2 separate regions of the Anas platyrhynchos genome follow, and region 1 is linked to region 2. The links are chromatin contacts, called in public Hi-C maps. All regions are on one chromosome and are shown on one strand. The core of a region is the stretch at or near the end of the contact, and the rest is flanking DNA. Distances in the headings are between cores, read along the strand shown.

The links. Hi-C and Micro-C count contacts between places; a contact is called where the count stands out from the background.
Region 1: a contact with region 2 is called in a Hi-C map of skeletal muscle, with 2.9 times the contacts expected there. The contact joins the enhancer-like site here to the promoter of SAMTOR in region 2.

Annotation. Positions count from the first base shown.
Region 1 is chr1:28,508,082-28,513,854 of IASCAAS_PekinDuck_T2T, reverse strand. No RefSeq gene overlaps it. Among named protein-coding and RNA genes, the nearest start is that of TMEM168, 45 kb to the right of the region's middle. Within about 2 kb of position 3,459, at least 2 of the 8 cell types and tissues checked have an H3K27ac peak or open chromatin away from gene starts, as enhancers often do.
Region 2 is chr1:28,426,893-28,432,643 of IASCAAS_PekinDuck_T2T, reverse strand. SAMTOR (S-adenosylmethionine sensor upstream of mTORC1) reads right to left here and starts at 3,556. Exons shown (of 5, transcript XM_027457409.3): 1 at 3,199-3,556. The coding sequence starts at 3,541.

The DNA.
Region 1 (5,773 bases), core at 2,210-4,709, 81 kb before region 2:
GGCTGTAATACTGTAGAATTCGTCTTGTTTTAACTTGGAAACTTTGAAGTACCTTTAGTGGCAAATAACTTTATGTTTCCATACAAAAATCTTCAGCCAGAATTCACTGCTTTATTGTAATTGTTTCATTGTCTTAGAAGTTAGTTGGGTTTCATTTGCAGAAGTTGTGTAATGTAGGAATGAGCAAGGCTTATGCTTTAATTGTAACCTTGTTTTCTCTAATCTTGGAGCTATTAGGTTTGAATTAGCTTGTGGTCTAATTTTTTATAAGATACAATGGGTCCTGAAAGAAATTTTGCAGAGTGCTGAATTGACTCATTGTGTCCCAGGGTCAGACCTATAATTGTCAACAGTGACAGATATTTGCAACTCTATGAAGAGACTCCATATAAATCAAGAACATCTACATTTAGATTACCAAATTAAATGTCTGTTTATTTCATGTGGGTTCAACTACTTGAGGAGGAGGAGAGGAGAGGAGAGGAAAATTAACCTTCTAGCTTTTTTAAAAATGTACCAATGTTGATTGAATTATACCTTTATTGCTAATAAATGTTGTTTACCAGCTGGTAGGTAGTATGCCTAAGACTTTGCCTATTGCTCTTTCACAGCATGGTTACAACTTCATAATGAAATCACAGATTCATAGAGGCAAAAACACAGCTGTTTAAGCCCATAAAATAAATGGTTTACAAGAAAAAGCATAATCAGTAGTATCAAGTATTTTGTCAATTACATTAACAACAGAGAAATAGATAACAATGCCTATTTGACAAGAGACTGTTTTTAAGATGTTATATTTGCAAAATGCTTGTCTTTTCTTATTACAGAAAGCAACAAGACATCATGAAAGAGAGATATCCATTATTCATGAATTTAAATAATCTGACTTGCATGTGGAAAATAAGACTGAACTAGATTTTATATTGTTTCAGTGGCCTTCTAAAAATTACAGGCAATTATTGCTTGTTTTCTTAAATTAATCCTGCTTCTTCACAGGCTGATTCATTGTATGATCTTGCAGTTAGTAAATTAAATATTTTCTTATTAACTTCAGTATAATTGACACCTTGTATGACTCAGTGTGCAGAGAGTAAACAACTCAGCAGAAACATCCTGTCACATCTGTGGGGCTGATTAGACATAAACATCAGTCATGACAGTTTAGGTTCCCTGTAGTACATGTGGCTTCTCCAGATGCCCCTGTACTATAAGTATGGATATTAACTGAGACTATGTTGGTACAAAAGATCAAAGCGACTCCGAAGTAGAATATCCTTACTTTATTGCTCCATCCAATTTTTTAGGCAAAAACTGTAGATTTCAGCACAGAATTAGTGACTAGGTATAATATTCAATGGAAGAGTCATAGGCAGATGAGTCTGTATCTGTTTACTCAAATAACACATTTTTGGAGTATGGTTCTTCCATAAGACCTCAGTTTTGGTTAGCACAAAATGCTTGAATCTCCGTATTTTTTTCAGCTCTCCTGAATATGTTTCAGGGCTTTATACCTATTTTCCAAACATAAGCTCTTCTCCCTTTCCACTGAAAAATCACAGTGAAGCCACTGTGTTGTTCAGTGCAACAACTGTGCAGTTGCAACGTGCAACTCTGAAATGCAGATGAGATTCTGTTGTGTCTGTTCTAAAGCTCTGTCTTCTCCCTCCCACAGCTACTCCCATGAGAATTTAGAGCATTTCTTTCTGTCTATACTCAGGCTTTGTCTTTCAAAATCTTACAGAATAGTCTCAACTTAACCAAGTTCCGTTCATGTTTCTGACTCTATGACTTTGTATTCTCTAAAGATGACAATATATTTTGAATCATTATTTTTTGCCTTTTTAAAATGTAATTTCTTCCTTCCTTTGTTGAAAGTGGGTTCTCTAGTAACAGTGTTACTGTAGCTCTGATAGCCTAAGGGTATAAGTGAGCCAAGGTTTATAAGTCTAAGTAACATATTTTAATTACTTTATCAGTTGAAATTTTCCATAAAGAAATCAAGATTTCTCTGACACTCATCCAAGGCAAAATGAGAGATGCTGATGCAGGACTTGATTAATATATAATTAAAGGACGAAAATATAGTGACAATTAATAAAGTTTTATAGAAAAATGACATTATTAATTAATTGGAAGACAGATTCCTCCTCACCAATTCCATATTTTTGTATTTTACCGAATATATTATTTAATCGGTATTTACACCATGGATTAGCTTTCTCATTTTTCTTCAATTAAGCTCAATTTGAACCAGAAAAACCTTGAGTTTCTAACCAATGATGTGATCAGGGATCTTTAAGGCAACCTGGAAAGGACAGAACCTTTAGGAGCTCGCTGTGGCTTTTGTGGCCAGCTACAAACAGATTAGAGGTCAAGATTTTTTATATGTAAAAACTGTTTAAATGCATGTCTTACCGTGATAGTATGATTTTTTATTTTTATTTTTATTTTTTTTTTCCATTGAGCTAAATGTGACTTCATTAATTGGCATTAGACAATTTGATTCCTCTACCTAACTTCACGTTTGAGAAACCTGTTGTGAATTTAACCTTTCAGCATACATACTTGGTGTCTTTGCAAGCTATTTTTCAAAGTACTTGTTTGAAGGTTTGACTTCACTTTTTGGAAGTGTCATCAACTAACAGAAAGTCTTTTTTAACTCACTATAGAAAATGCCTCAGGGTTAGGTAATACTCCATGAAACTCCTCAACTATATTTTCAGTTAGATCCATTTGATTACATAGACTAAGAACAGAATAAGTTGACTTCTGTGAGGTATAATGCCAGTAGTTAGCTGAAGTAAGATGAAACATTTTCAGAGAACCCATTCATGGATTCTTGGCATGGATTATCTGGAGAAGATTTTTTTTTAAATACTGTGGAATTAAACTTCATTGTAGGATTATAACTAATTACAGTTTACTGTTCAATCCTGCCATTACCAAAAAAATAAAACAGGTTTCCTCTAGTAGTATGTATCAGTTTTACTCCTGGACTGAGATTATTTTATGCTTAGTCACATTTCAGTTTGAAATGCAGTTTAACAAGCTTATTTCTTTCCACATTTGAGAAGGTTACTTCCAACGTGTTCAGAAGTTTGCAAAAATAAGTCTGAATTTTGTGGCCTAGTAGAAATAACTACAACTGAAGCGACATGGAAAATCAAAAGTTCATCTGAAGTCTCTCAGTACATTGCAGAGTTGGAATTGGAAGCATGTGTCCCTGTATCGAGAGACCAGGTTTCCTGACTTAAGCTAAAGTTATTTATCACATAGTTCAAGAAGGATCGTTGTCCTTAGTGGAACCTTGTGCTTTGCCTTTGTTGAGTTCAGCAGTAATCTGTCTGTCTGATATAGTTGCTTACAAAAACTTTGCATCCATGTAAAACTTCAGACAGTTGCACTTTTCAGAGTAGTTAACAGTAGACTTAAAATGAAAAAGTAGCATTGCATAGTGAGCATTGCACTCATACAGGTCACCCTTGCTAAAGATTAATCTGAACTATGTCACAGCTCTTGGTGTCAAGGCTATCAGTGTGTCAGTGCCAATATTTATTAATTCCTGAGGAAGCCAAAACCACTTCAGTGAAAATTTATCACCATTGCAAGTTTCCCTCTGTACAGTATTTTTTTCACTAACATACCAAAAAAAGATTGTTTGTCTCAAATCACTTTGAAGTATTTCACAACAGCCTTTGTGTGATGAATTTTCAAAATAATATTGTACTACACGGCTTGCAAACTTTTATCATAAATATAATAGAATGAAAGAATGCATAAAGTCTCTTTTGCATTATTTTTATTTGATCTGCATTTAAGACATTGATGCATAAATTATATTTCTTTATTGTGATTCAGTACAAGCTATTTAATTAAAGAACCAATTAAAATGATTCTATTTTTAAAATATTCTCTTATTCTAGGTTAACTACTTTTTCCTTCTCTGTATATATACATGTATATATATATATATATATATTTTTTTTTTTTTTTTCAAGCAATACCCCCTATTTTTATTTGGGAAATATTTTTGTTCAGAGACTTGGAATCCGTTCCTTCCCTTGATTTTTGTAGGGCTGGAAATCTTCCATTATAATTTTGCTTATAAAATATGCAACTCTAATAATTTAATTGGTGCTTCTTTTATCTTCCCCATGGCAATGATTGTTCTGTAGACAACAGAGGCCACATCTAGCTGCTACTGAAACCAGACTCTTTCTCTTGTAATCTCAATGGAGAGTGAAGCAGGTTTCATGAAAATGGATGATAGCTTGTAGATCAAACAAAGGTATCCCCGTGTTGCTGTGTGATGAAGATGCATCTCAACACCCTTCTGTTCTGTCCATTTCTTGAGAGAGCACTGCTCTTATATATTATAAGCCAGTACTGCAGCCTCAGCCTGCAGATCCTACTACTAATTAAGTAGTAGGTACTACTTCTAATTAAGCACTTCTAATCAAAACTGATAATTTCTGTTAAATGAATATTTCTCTTAAATGAGGCATACTAATATTTCAAGAAGTTTGTGTTGCCATTACAAAGCCTATACATCTGGAGTTCTTTTCTATCTGAAATTTATTTCAAAGCATTTTTCCACTCAGAAAATGAAGCTGTCCTGTTTCATGTCCTGATTCCAAACTGAGTTGAATGCCCCAGCTTTCAGCAGCTCTTAGGTCTTGTTCCTGGAATAGGAAGATTTCTGTCACCTGAAGATTATTTATCGGTATGACTGAAGGCAGTGTGACTGTAACTTCCGAGAGCTTCTGCTGAGGACTTGCTGTGTAGTATTTACAAGATATTTAGCATCTTAATTCATAGGTGTATCAACATTTGAGACCCAAAAATGAGACAACTAGCTGAGAGAAAAGACTATTTGGGATGCCACTGAGCTGCAAGCAGTTAGCATCCTCTGGGAGGTGCTAGTGCTTTATAGTATTGTGTTCCCAGCTTATACATTGTGGGGCATGTCTTTCTAGTGAGGCACTGAATGCTTTTTATTCTTATCAAGTCTGGGGAAGCTGGGGAGGAGTAGTCTTGGAAAACTGGTCTCTTAAAAGCGTCATAAATTTTACTCATTTTAGATCATTTCTCTGAGTGGCATTATTAGCATATGCATTTATTTTTTATAGAATCTTTACTAATTTCACTTTCTCATACAGAATGAAAGATTTCAACTAGAAAAAAAATGCATTATTTCTGCATTTAAGTCCCTATGACAGCACATTGATCTACAATGATACTGAACAAGAAAACTATCTCACTATTTTTATCCAGGCATGGATGCACATACCTTGTTTTACCTGGCATAATTATGACCAAAATGCTGCAAAATCTGGAGGAGATCCTCTGTTCCTTTGTAATACAAGTAACATAAAGGGAACAGGGTTACTAAGGCCTTACAAATTAAATGCCTTCATATTTTCCTTGTCAACCTTTCACATGCTTAGTGCTCATTTCAGCTTGCTAAAAAGAGCCTTTATTATAGCATTATAGTATTTGATTTTATATTTCTCACTGCAGATTGTTCAGATAACTGTTCTGGCTGCCTCTGCACCTGTTTTGGATCCTGCAGAGACAGTTGCTCTTTGTAAGTCTTGAGGACCTGTGACCTCTTTCTGTGCTTTCCCTGCTCTTGCTGCAGAGAGTTCTCCTGTGCCTTTGCTCTCCTGGGGCAAGGGCTTCTCCAGCCATACTTTCATGTCCCTCACATCCACACTACAACACTTCTGCTGTCTTTTAAGCACAGTTTAGAAACCATTTGCACAGTTCT
Region 2 (5,751 bases), core at 2,307-4,806:
TGTCTCCACACTAAGAAAACCCATACTGTTTTGTAAAACTTCATGAAACCATCTAAAAATACAGAAGACACACAATAGTGCCTTAGGATCCACAGTAAGAGTATCCTGCAATCCCAAAATACCAAGTCTGCCATGGTACTTATGTTTACAAGCTTCCCCTTCTTTATTTACTCATTAACATCAGAGAGAGTGTAAGGGAAAGGGAAGGAAATTGAAAAAGATGAAAAGAAACGGAGATGAAAGAAAAGAAAGAATCAGTATTTCCACTCGAAGTCACACTAGATTAGTAATACCCAGAAAACAGGAAAAGGTAAGTACTGGTCACACAGCACAAAAGTTAAAATTGTTCAAGAAAGAAAACACACTTTTACACAAGCTTAAAAGAATTTAAGCTGAACCACTTCAAACATGGAAAATTCTTGGTCATGAATAGACTGGCATGGTCTGGGACCAAGACATTGCATTAGCCACGGTACAGAAGCACATACAAAACCCATCCACCAAACATAAGGGTAAAGATAGTTCAAAGAAAGGCAGAAATTAAAAAAGAAGCCAAGATTCAGCTTTGATAAACTTCAAGAGTTCACGGTTTTTCCTAAAGAAAAAATCTGTCGATCAACATTTCTCATAAACTTTTCTCTAGTGATTCCTTAGAAATAGCAGTAAGACGTCGTGATGAGTTCCTGGTTAAAAAGCACTGCTCTTGCACTTTGACAAGTTTGTGACTTCTTCAGAGAAGCGTTAGCTTGCAGTTTTGAAGCTCACTGCTCTCAGTTTTGTACCGGCTCATTTTCCAGAAAAAGAAAGGGGAACTATTGTGGGAAATAAACCACGAGTAAAGATGCCAGTTATAAGCAAGTCAGGTAATACATGGACTTATAGTTACAGAAACACAGGCCATGCTAACACCAGAAAGGCAAATGAATTCTCAAAGTAATCAGCTATTAAAAATCAAGCCTATATAACTTCTATCCACAAACATCTCTGCATCTCAAGGATGCATCTACTCCTCTCCAACACTTCTAACAGAACACAGTAACTTATGACCATATTACAGCTTCAAGTGGTTTCCTAGACCCTATGCAACATAATCATATACCTTGCAGAAAGGCATTCAGCATGTTTTTTTCCATCAACAAAATTAATACAAAGCACTGAAGTCCATGCAACAGCAATTCTAGCGCTGTTTGCTTATTTAGATGAAATAGAAACCAGCTTCACAGAACTCCAGTAAATGTGAGAGTAGTCAGCATAAATTAAAAAGACAATGTGAGACCCTGGAATAACACAGATAGCTCTGTTACTGCTTCATACAGACGTGGGAGCACTGTACTGGGGAGTCAAGAGACTTTCCTTGTGGACATAACCATGGATACTGCTTTTTAACCTTGTTTCTTTCATACACTCAAGTTACCACTCAAATTTTACCAAGAAATTACAGCTGATTTACTGCTTTTTTGCTTCTTTAGCAATCTGACAACTTTGATTTTGTCACAGTAATGCACTTGCCAGTCAGCGCAGCAGAGTTTTAGAAAATAAAACAAAGGCATTTCAGAAGGAAATTCTCAAGTCTGCTTTTAGAAGCAGAGAGAAACACGGGGAGAAAGACTCAGAACCTCCTTCCAAAAATAAAACTCTGGAATTGAACTAACCTAACGTATGAAGTACAGCTACTATTAATCACAGGTTACTTGTAAAGACTACCTAACCATCGGATAAGCACGTAATGGGCGGAAATCTCCTTGCTGTACAGAAGTGACATGATTAACTACTTGTTTTTAAAGCTTCTCTTTAAAGATACAAACAACATTGCTAAATTAGCATGACTAGAAGATTACTGTAAAGTTTCTAACGTGACTTACACGGCCTATGAAGTAAATTAAAGTACTGTTTTTCCCCTTTCTGTTAACCAGTTACATTCATCTGAAGACAAAACCCAACTCAGCTTTGCATACTAAGTTGCTCTTTGCTGAGCTGTGTGCTTACGCTGACTTCCATGTGATTTCGGCTTCCATCTGAAGCAATTCAGGTATTACAGAGGCTGCTTGCATTTCTTAGAGTTCACAGTGACAATGTTTGCCTTTTTTAACCTGCAGGCGCTGTGAAGTAACAGAGAAATGCGACCTGCTAGAAGCTGGACCCCTCTGCCAGGGCTGCAAGGTCTGAACGCGCCGTGTTCCCTCACCCAAATGGCACGGGAACACGGGAGAGCCTCCCTTCGGTTTTGGCTCACACTAAGGCCAAAATAAACAGCAACTCTTGACCAGTGCCTACACAGGTAGATATCTGCGCCCAAGTCCCACGGTCGGGGTCCTGTGGAGACTCCTAGCACCCAGCAAGCAGCCTGACCTTGTTGCTTTAACAGGAGTGCCACACACAGACCTCAAAGGGACACGAGGACCAGTGCCAGGAGAGGAAACGTCCCTGTTTTACAGGTGTCCTCCTGGAGGAACGCAACCAGCTGTTTGCCAGTCACTGGAGTGTGGTGGACGCCCTGACAGAATGAATGAATGAATTTCTTGTAACCTGCGCTACAAGGAAGGTCGGAGAGATCACTGAAGTCATCCTGAAGAGGCTGCAAATCCCAGAAAAATAAATCTCAACTCTTGACGCTCATCTCCAGACGTTCCTGCGATGTTTGAGGCACCCCAAAGCCACCACCACAACCCCGCCGCCCGGGCAGATCCCCAAGGGCCGGCACCACCCCCGCCACAACGCCGTGCCCCAACCCGACCCCCTCCCCGGGGCTGAAGGAGGCAGCCGGGATAACAAAGAGCGGGGCCCCCCGGGGCACCAGGGGCTCCCCAAGCACCCAGGACCTGCCGACAGCCCCAAATCCTCCCCACAGACCGCCCCAGCCCGCAGCAAGCCCCCCTTTTGGGGCTACCACCCCCCAGGACACCAAGCTCCGCGGCCGGGCGCGCCCCCTTCACCTGGCAGCATTACCGGCGCTGCCCACCGAGGCCGAAGGCGCCCTCCTCCTCCTCCTCCTCATTGCCGGGGAGGAGCAGGAAGCCAGCGGGAGCCGCTCCGGGCCGCCGCCGCCCCCCGCTCCCCGCCACACCCCCTCGGGCAGCGGGGGACGAGGGGGGCGCCGGGCTGCCAGCGGGGACCCCCCCCCCCTTGTCCTTCATCTTCCTCCTCCTCTTCCTCCTCCTCCTCCTCCTCCTCCTCCTCCTGCTGCTGCCCCGCGGTTACCTTCCCGGTACTTCTTGCGCAGCCTGCGGTGGACGCTCTTCACCACCCCGGACAGCTTCTCCTGCTCCAGCTTGCGCTCCTGCTCCGGGGGCTGCGGGGCCGGGAGGGCAGCGGCGGCGGCGGCCCCGCCGGGCTGGGGCTGGGGCTGTGGCCGGGGCCGGGGCGCGGCCTCCATGGTGGTCCCGCTGCTCCGCGGCGCGCAGCCCGGCCGAGCGAGGGCTGAGCCGGCAGCTGCCGCCCGCCCCGCATGCGCTGCCCCGCCCCGGCCCGCTCGGCATGCCGGGGGTTGGAGTCCTCCTGGGGGGATCCACAGCCTCCTCCTGGGCTGGGAGGGTCGGGACATGTCGCGACATGTCGCCGCGTATCGTGACGTGTCGTGGTGTATCGTCGCGTCACGTCACGTAGCCACCGAGGCGCCTGCCTCTTCCGATGATCCTGTGAAAACGCATCCTGGGGTGTGTCAGGGATAGTGCAGCCAGCAGGAGCGGGGAGGTGATCGTCCCCCTGTGCTCTGCTCTGGTGAGGGCGCACCTCGGGTGCTGTGCTCAGCTTTGGGCCCCTCACTGCAAGAAGGACATCGACCATGTCCAGAGCAGGGCTACGAAGCTGGTGAAGGGCCTGGAGCACAAGTCCTATGGGGAGCAGCTGAGGGAACTGGGGGTGTTTGGTCCGGAGAAGAGGAGGCTCAGGGGAGACCTCATTGCTGTCTACAGCTACCTGAAAGGAAGGTGTGCAGAGCTGGGGTCAGCTTCTTCTTACAGATAACTAGTGATAAAATGGCCTCAAGATGCACCAGGGGAGGTTCAGGTTGGAAATGAGGAGACATTTCTTCCCACAAAGAGCAGTCAGGCACTGGGACGGGTTGCCCAGGGAGGTGGTGGAGTCTACGTCCCTGGGGGTGTTCAGGGAAAGGTTGGACGTGGTGCTTAGGGACGTGGTTCAGTGGGTGACATTGGTGGTACAGGGATGGTTGGACCAGATAGTCTTGGAGGGCTTTTCCAGCCTTAATGATTCTATGATAAATGGATGCCAGCAGGCCAGTGTCCACTGGAAGCATGCGGCCCTACAAAGCCTTTATTCTGCCTTCCTGGGGCTGCTCATCCCGCCTCCATGCTGAGCGTGGTTTCCGGCATTTTGGGAGGGAAATGCATCACCAGGGCAGGACAGAACCTGCCAGCAGCAGAGCTGATGGAGCCAGGTTTTTGGGGTTTTTGTCTCCTGCTGAAGAGCTGGGGACGCAGTGTCAGGACACCGTTATTCCCTCCTGCCTCACCTGCAAGTCTGGCCAAAGGGTCACCTCCAAGGAGGGGCAGTGCTGGTGGGGCAGTGGCAGAGCATTGCCCTGTGACTCTGCCCGAGCGCTGCACAACACCCGAAGCGCTTTGATTCTCTCCTCTAAGCGCAGTTGGAACCAACAGAGGCAAAACCACTCCTCCCACACTCGTAGCAGGGACATCTGCAGTAAAGCTGTTTCCTTGTTTGACTTGGCTAGAAGCAGCTAATTGTGATCTCTGAGGATGTTCATAAACGCTAAGAAGGTAATTGCGGCTGCAGTTAAACCAGTGACAAATCACACGGACTTGGGCAGGGTCAAGATTTCATCCTAATGAGAATTCGGTGACATGTGCCACTTTGTCCAGCAGGGCATGTAACAGGTTCTTATCAGCACTCTGTCAATCCTGCCAAAAAGATTATTTCATAGCTAATCACGGAGCATGGCATCAGTCTGCCTTTCTGATAAAGTTCTTTATAAAGCTGCAATTATCAAGACAAAACAGAAAAGTCCAAACAAAAGCCTGCCATTATTATTGACTGTAAAAACATCCCTTTTTAACTTTACTCTTAGCTATGCAGTCAGATACCGCATTGCACACATCTCGCAAGTGGGTTGCAGATTGCAAGCAAAGGTCCAGCTTTTTCAGTATTGTTATTTTTCAGTAAGTGCATAAAAGAACTGCAGTCTAGTTCAGATCTTCCATTGCTAGATTTACATGCCAGTGGGTATTTTATTGTCAAAATGTTGCAGATTTTTTTATTTATTTTTTACTTAAAATACAGGAGTATTACGAAAGGAGAATTTTAATTTTTTTCTTAAAGTAAAGAGAAGCCTGGTGATATAGTTATGTTTTTCATTCAATTTTCAAACTGCAAAGAAAATGAGCACAGGTTAATTAGAAAAATATATTAATTTCACTTTACCTTGGAAAGCATCCGGAAATCTGCTTCCCATAGAGGTGATTACATTTCATATTCACAGGAAGCTAAATTTGAATTATAAAGAAGGCTTAGTGCTGGGACTCTATTTTAGCTTTCTGAAATGCTTCTGGTTTTATATGCAGGTCCACATAAGAACAATTAAGACAGTTTAAATAGAGGAGAATAAATTGATAGCTACTGGGAACTTCTTGCAAGAGGGGCAGCCTACACAGTGGTTAATGCTCCATCCACTTTTACGCTGTGTAGGATTTGTGGAAGCACAGAATTAAGAGGAAAAGCATGAGCCAGTCTTCTGTGTGTGGCGTGATTCTAGGAGGGCACTGAGGGAGCCTCTTC